2 separate regions of the Mus musculus genome follow, and region 1 is linked to region 2. Evidence: chromatin contacts called from public promoter capture Hi-C data. All regions are on one chromosome and are shown on one strand. Each heading gives the region's core, a stretch centred on a gene start, on an enhancer-like site or on the middle of the called end of the contact. The rest is flanking DNA. Distances are from core to core; before and after follow the strand shown.

Evidence for each region. Capture Hi-C pulls out chosen DNA fragments and counts their contacts.
Region 1: a promoter capture Hi-C map of liver shows a contact between it and region 2. The contact joins two enhancer-like sites. A contact is called at or near these places in 2 of 39 promoter capture datasets (liver and pre-B cells), 4 of 484 Hi-C or Micro-C datasets (the AML12 cell line, cortical neurons, liver and 1 more), 1 of 115 datasets of contacts at active chromatin or transcription factors (embryonic stem cells) and 3 of 9 other capture datasets (adipose tissue, liver and pancreatic islet).

Annotation. Positions count from the first base shown.
Region 1 is chr9:104,191,719-104,195,096 of GRCm38.p6, reverse strand. Dnajc13 (DnaJ heat shock protein family (Hsp40) member C13) reads left to right here. Exons shown (of 56, transcript NM_001163026.1): 30 at 2,329-2,483; 31 at 2,946-2,991. It overlaps Gm46130 (a long non-coding RNA gene), which reads right to left. Exons shown (of 5, transcript XR_003948220.1): 2 at 240-320. Among named protein-coding and RNA genes, the nearest start is that of Gm46130, 12 kb to the right of the region's middle. Within about 2 kb of position 1,881, at least 11 of the 459 cell types and tissues checked have an H3K27ac peak or open chromatin away from gene starts, as enhancers often do. A contact at or near this core is called in adipose tissue and liver, where this site is marked.
Region 2 is chr9:104,087,322-104,090,616 of GRCm38.p6, reverse strand. It overlaps Acad11 (acyl-Coenzyme A dehydrogenase family, member 11), which reads right to left. Exons shown (of 20, transcript NM_175324.4): 10 at 282-359. Among named protein-coding and RNA genes, the nearest start is that of Acad11, 25 kb to the right of the region's middle. Within about 2 kb of position 1,901, at least 46 of the 459 cell types and tissues checked have an H3K27ac peak or open chromatin away from gene starts, as enhancers often do. A contact at or near this core is called in adipose tissue and liver, where this site is marked.

The DNA.
Region 1 (3,378 bases), core at 632-3,131, 100 kb before region 2:
TGATCTGTGGTGATGATTTTTGCCATTTGACATTGAGAGTGAGAGTTTATATGTTCTTACATTTATGTGTTACATTATGTGTAATCACTGATTTCTGAACTTGAGGACATAATTAACACCTTTTTTATTTATTTGACCAGCATCAGCATATGTTATAGTAACTTTTCTATTGCTGTAGAGAGACACCATGACCAAGGCAACTCGTATAAAAGCAACCATTTAATGGGAGGATTGCTTACAGTTTCAGAGTCATAGTCCATTAGCAGCATAGCAGCAGGCAGGCTTGGTGCTGGAAAGTTAGCTGAGAGCTGCATCCTGATCTGCAAGCAGAGAGAGCAAGCTGGACCTATCAAGGGCTTTTGAAACCTGATAGCCCATCCCTAGTGACCCCCTCCAGCAAAGTCACACCTAATCTTTCTAATTCTATTAAAGGATTTTACTCCCTGGTGACTAAGCGTTCAAATATATGAGCCTGTGGGGGGCCATTCTTATTCAAACCACCACAGCATGCTTATACATATACTTTTCCTATTATGGACATTTCTGTTCATATGTCTAAGTGAAAGTGCACTATAAGTTTTTTTAACTGTTACTAGCCAATCCCAGAAGAGCAAGTGAGTATGTATCTGAGGTAATACGAAAAGAAAGGGATTTGTGCTCATTGGATCCTGTCAACATGAAGATAAAGTACCCAGAAAAATTGTCCCAAACATTCTCCAAGGTTTCTAATACTGAAAAGAAAAAAAGTAAATGCAAGGAGCATTGCATTCGAGGTCAAGATGGTTGAAAATAATTAACCATTGTCTGTATAGAATGGAACTTGGTCAGTGAAGGGTGTCTACTTTGAATAATCAAAACTTTTAGTGGTATCTGAAGAGAAAGGAAAAATGTGATGAATTTGGCCCCCATTCCTCGCAAGAAATACTCTCATCTGGAACTCACCATGTAAACCTGTTGTCCTGAGCTGCCAGAGCTCTCTTGCCTCTGTCTGCTTCCTGAGTGCTGGGATTAAGGTGTGTGGCACCATGCCCTGCTAAATTTAGCATCTTCTGATGGCATATTGCCTGTTTATTTTATACTGGGTTCTAAATCTTTCTTAAAATACTTTCCCTGTAGTTTAAAGGAGCACTTTATCTTGCTGGAACACAGGTAACTCAGGCTGTTTTCCAAGCGCTGTGCCCTGCTTAGGTAGGGTCCTGTGTCTTCTCACTGTTTTGGCCATATGACGGACAGCACAGCTTAAGAAATCAGTGAGTGATATAGTGCACAGTGAATGGATGGTCTCGGTTTCCTTGTGCAGGACAACTTGAGATACTCTGTTGTTGATTGATAATGTAAGGCTGTTTCCCTATACCTGATCTCAAGCCACATCTGCCTTCACATTGGAGAAAGTCCTACATGATTGTCTGTGACTGTTCCTTCCTGAACCTTGTCATAGAGTAGAACACTGACTGCCTTGTTGAGCAGATAGGACTTAAAGCAAGAGAAATTTAACAGTGACTTAAAAGACAAACAGTTGTTCTTTCTCACGACTGAGTCTAGACTATTGGCCTGTCACCAAGAGCCAGTGCTTGCATTACACTCTGTCCTCAGCTCACTGAAACTATCAGCCTGTCAACAGAGCCAGTGCCTACACCCTACATTATCTGCTGCTGGGTTTGGTCTTACTAGTAGCAATTAACTTCACATTTGGGGTTCTTTGGAAGCAAGTGTTCATTGAAAATTGAAATGTCACCTTTACTGTGTAAATAATAAGTATAACTAAAATGGCTTAGCACACATTCAGAGCAGTTCTGCTTAGACCTTTGTTAGCCTGGATGTAGTGAGTGGCCTGAGGGTCCCACAGTGTCCTAGAGCCCATTGTCTTTCAGGGCCTTGTGGTAGTGGCAGCCTCTGAGTTGCACTTTAGCCCTGTTCTCATTCTTGTTTTTCTTGTCAAGTCCAGTGTCCTTCAGAGAGGTTTTCATCATGTCATTTACTTGAAACTAATGCAACACAGACACACATGACATGGGTGTATACACCCGTGATCATGTGCACATAAACACTCATGTAGACAGCACATGCATGTGCATTAGAAATACTCTCAAGCAATCAACTTTGCCTGAACAACATAACAAAACTAGCTTTGGACACACTCGGGCTTTTATCTGACCATGTTTTGATCAGTTCTCAACAGTTTCCTGCATCACTATCTGCAGTAAATGTAGAAGGAGCCCCTTTTAAGTCGGTTTCCAGTCCTATAACAAGTTTATTGAGTCCCATGGATCTAAGAAGTGATAACCTCAGCATAACTCACCAAGCAAAACATTTTATTTGCTATTTCAGTTACTGCTGACCTTTGACCCTATCCTTGTTGAGAAAGTTGCCATCTTACTACATCACATTATGCAAGATAACCCACAGTTACCTCGCCTCTATCTCAGCGGAGTGTTTTTCTTCATCATGATGTATACAGGTTCCAACGTGCTTCCTGTTGCTCGGTAAGACCATGAAGACCCTGTCTTAAATTGCTTACAGTTATGTATGGGTGCGCTCAATAGGAACTTTTGCAGCATTGCTTTGTCATTATAATTGTTACCTTAATTAAAATATCTAAACATTTGGAAAGTAGAAGAAAAGAATTGTGCCAGTTTACTAGAACTAGTATTTGAAATTGATTTTACTATATGTATGTACATATTTAATATAGATACATTTATGCTATACATGGAGTTTTATATTTTGCTGTCTAAAATAAATATTTTTTATATAACTATGTAACCCTTAAGATGATCATCAAAATATTTATGGCACACTTCGGGCCTTCAAATATGGATTTATGAGTTGCCCTTTTATTTGTTTTTTCACCGTTTTAAAATTTATTAATGATCCAGTCTTTAGAAGCCTTCAGACTAAAACCTGATCAGTTTCTCTATCTGAAAGATACTCTGGTTTTTTTCTAGGTTTTTAAAATATACACACAGCAAACAGGCTTTCAAGTCTGAGGAGGTAAGCACGTTAGCTGACCCCAGAGCTCAGACCCTGAGTGTGCTGTCTGTCTAGGCGCTCAGTTTAGGAGATTGCAGGTCCTGGTTATCAGTGCTTGAAAGTAGGTAGTATGTTTAGTAACTCATTCACATTCTTTGCAGTACCCGCACATAAAAAGGTAAGCAGATGTTTAAAATGAAAATAAAACATGCTGATACTGAAATCACAACCATGAATTACCCTTTGAAAGCTTTTGGTGGTTTTTATAAAGACTTAATCATATACCAAAATCTCTTAAGATTCATTAATGCTTGAGCTTTTTGGTTCAGACCCCAAGGCAGACATGCTTTGAGGTTTCTTTTGAAGCTGCGCTGTGTTCGCGTGCTCTCAGAGTGCTCTTGCCCTTAC
Region 2 (3,295 bases), core at 652-3,151:
CCCTGTCTTGAAAAACAAGAGACAAAAAACAAACCAAAACAAACACCCCAAAAAAAGAGTTATTCCTGGAGCATGAGGTATCATGCCTATCATCCAGACACTTGGGCAGCAGAAGCAGGAGGACTGCCACGAGTTGAGTCCAGCCTGATCAATGTATCAAGACCATAAAGAAAAGGGAAAAGTTATTATCATTGAGGTTATCCTTTATCTACATGACGATGATAATTAAGGGCCCCCAAACATGCAGCTCCCCATGTTGAGTGCCTTCTTGTCTCTCTTACCTTTAGTTTTTCGATCACTAAGGGGTGTCCCCACTTTTCCGCTGAGTTTCCACTTTGAGCATAGTATTCAGCTACTTCCTTAAGACAGTGAAGAGAAAATGATTAGACCAAGTTAGTACAAAGCCACAATGTCATGAAAACCATGAGTGTGTGTGTGTGTGTGTGTGTGCACGCGCTCGCGTGTGCTGGCGCATTCAAATATGTGTGGGCTGGAACTCCTAATTCTGCATCAGCTGCCTAAGCGCTGGGATTACAGGCATGTGTCACCATCCTGGTTAGTAATGTTTCTTTTTATTAATAGGTGCAGAATAAAAAAACTTCTAAATATTTGTTCATCAAAAATTATTCTGATCCGGGCGTGGTGGCACAGGCCTTTAATCCCGGCACTCGGGAGGCAGAGGCAGGCAGATTTCTGACTTCGAGGCCAGCCTGGTCTACAAAGTGAGTTCCAGGACAGCCAGGGCTACACAGAGAAACCCTGTCTTGAAAAACCAAACAAAAAAAATTATTCTGCCTCGATATTAGACAGTAATAGACAGTAATAATCTGATTCCCAAGGTTTACATATTCTGTCTCCAGCAACATGGTACACAGTGGGCATAGAAACCTCTCAACTAAAAAGGCTGGGTGAGGCCGGGTGTGGTGGCACAGGCCTTTAATCCCGGCACTCGGGAGGCAGAGGCAGGCAGATTTCAGAGTTCAAGGCCAGCCTACAAAGTGAGTTACCAGGACAGCCAGGACTAAACAGAGAAACCCTGTCTCAAAAAAAAAAAAAAAAAAAAAAAAAAAGGCTGGGTGAAGTGTTACCAGTTGAAGATATATTAAGTAATGCACAGTTGTTCTGGAAGAAAACAACAAAACAGCTTCATCCTTCAGGCAGGCAGGAGGATGGGAACTAAAGTTTGTCCTCTGGGCTATGGAGGCTGACCTAGGCCTTGGTTCTCAATGGGCCACATCAGTCGGGCACAGGCTCATGATAAGGCCAGGGGCTGGACAGAGCATTTGGAACTTTGGTTCCATCAAAGCCAGGAGGCTTGAGAAGTGAAACCCAAGGAGGGAACAAATAGAACAGAGAAACACACAGAAAATCTGCACCTTTGGAGGCACAGCCTGGGGAGAAAGCCTTCACACAGCTCTCCGTTTGCAGTGAAACAGAAGAGAGAAATGTCAGGCTCAGAAACCTGCCTTCATCCAAGCCTGGGATCTAAATGCCAGACCTGAGCGGCCCTCAAACCTCACACCCAAATTAAGTTTACAATGTCCTGCCAGCAGTGGCCCCAAACAGCTGTCCAGAACTAAACCAGCCCTTCTAGAGGAAAGAGTTTGGTACAAAAACTCATGTGACTCCTTCAGAAAAAAAAAAAAAAAAAGAATTCACTCCACAGTCCATCCTGAAAAATCCCTAATCGCTGCAGGAAACCAGCCACCACAGGCAAGAATCAGCAAAACAGCCGTGTTTCCTTACAGCCACAGATATTGCTTACATTCACAGCATAAAATAGTTGTGGTGAGTAGATTCCAAAAAGAAAGAAAGGAATTACAAGATTGACAATGGGCTACTAAAACAAACTTGGGAAGCAAGCCAAGGAAACGGAAGCCTTGGCAATGAACCGTAAGAAGGCTACCGCTGGCAAGCTCCAGTACAGCTTCTTAAAGGCTGGTGGGACCGGAAGCTTCTCCTGCCCCCCGGGGAGGCCCTGGGGACCAACAGAGCAGGCGAGCACCTACAGTCCTTTGTTGAGTCTGGGCCTTTCTTCTTTAAGGGCTCTCTGGACATTTTTCACACTCTCCAAAGTTAGACTATGGAGAACTGAACAACACGGCAGGAAGAGCTAAAGCAATTACTTAGTTCAGAAACTTGAGAGAAGAAAAGTGTGAGTGAAAAAGGATATGCCGGACCCAGGAGACTGAGTGCTTACTTCCACGGCAACCATGAAGCTAGCAATGGGAGAGGACAGTGAGACGGCTCAGAGGGGAAGGGTACTTGCTGCCAAGACTGGCGGTGACCAGAGTTCGATCCCGCAGATCCGACTTCAATATGCATACCAACCCCCCCAAATAAATGAACAAATGTAATTACAAGGTCAAAAGGAAACTGAAGGGTGAAATCTTCAACTCCTGAGAGAAAGTAATTAACAACCTGGAATTCATATCCCAAACTGTTGGCTGCTGCTGCTGCTGGTGGCGGCACCCGTACCTATCATCTTAGCCCTCGAGAAGCTGAGGCAGGAGGATCATGAGTTTGAGGCCAGACTGAACTAATTAGGGAGACCCTGTCTCAAAACATTAAAGATTTAGGACAAAATAAAAGTATCATCAATAGGCAAGGTACTACCTATCCCCTCAAAAACAAAACAAAGCAAACACCAACCAAAGGGCAGCCACAAAAGCTCCCGCAGACTCTCAGCAAAGCAGCTCGGCTCCAAGAGAAACATCTGAGTTGCAAGAATGAACGATAAAGTAATAACAAAGTGGGAAAGTCTAAATTACACTGTTCAGGCCGAATAGTAACCTCTGCTTTGTACAACTGAAAGAGTACAATAGAAATAGGGGATGATAGTTCTACAAAAGCTTAGAGATGCAGTTATAAATACTTACAGCATCTCTTTATCAACTACTCTCTCTACACGTCAGCTAAAAGAATCATGGGGTTAAAGGTCATGGGAACTGTCAAAGCTTTTGGTGTGAATCATCAGGTTATTGTAGATTATTCTCCCAAACTACACTGCTTTTGGCAATTGACTACCATGTTCCTTTTAGGGAAGCAAGGCTTGTCTGGGGTCCAGCAATGTACAAGGCAGAGGCTCGCACTTTCAAAGGCTCCAGGATGGAGGGCGCTTGTCACATCTGTCAGGGAAATCGCTAGGCTTTCTGTTTGGGGCTGCATATTATGCCTGTTCCTAGGGGGCCATAGAAGGTCAGTGCCATTCATTGTGTTTGGTAATGAGTATATTAGGGAAGATGTTTATGGTGTCCTCATTCTGCCTACCTCATTATGACGCTACAGTTCTGAG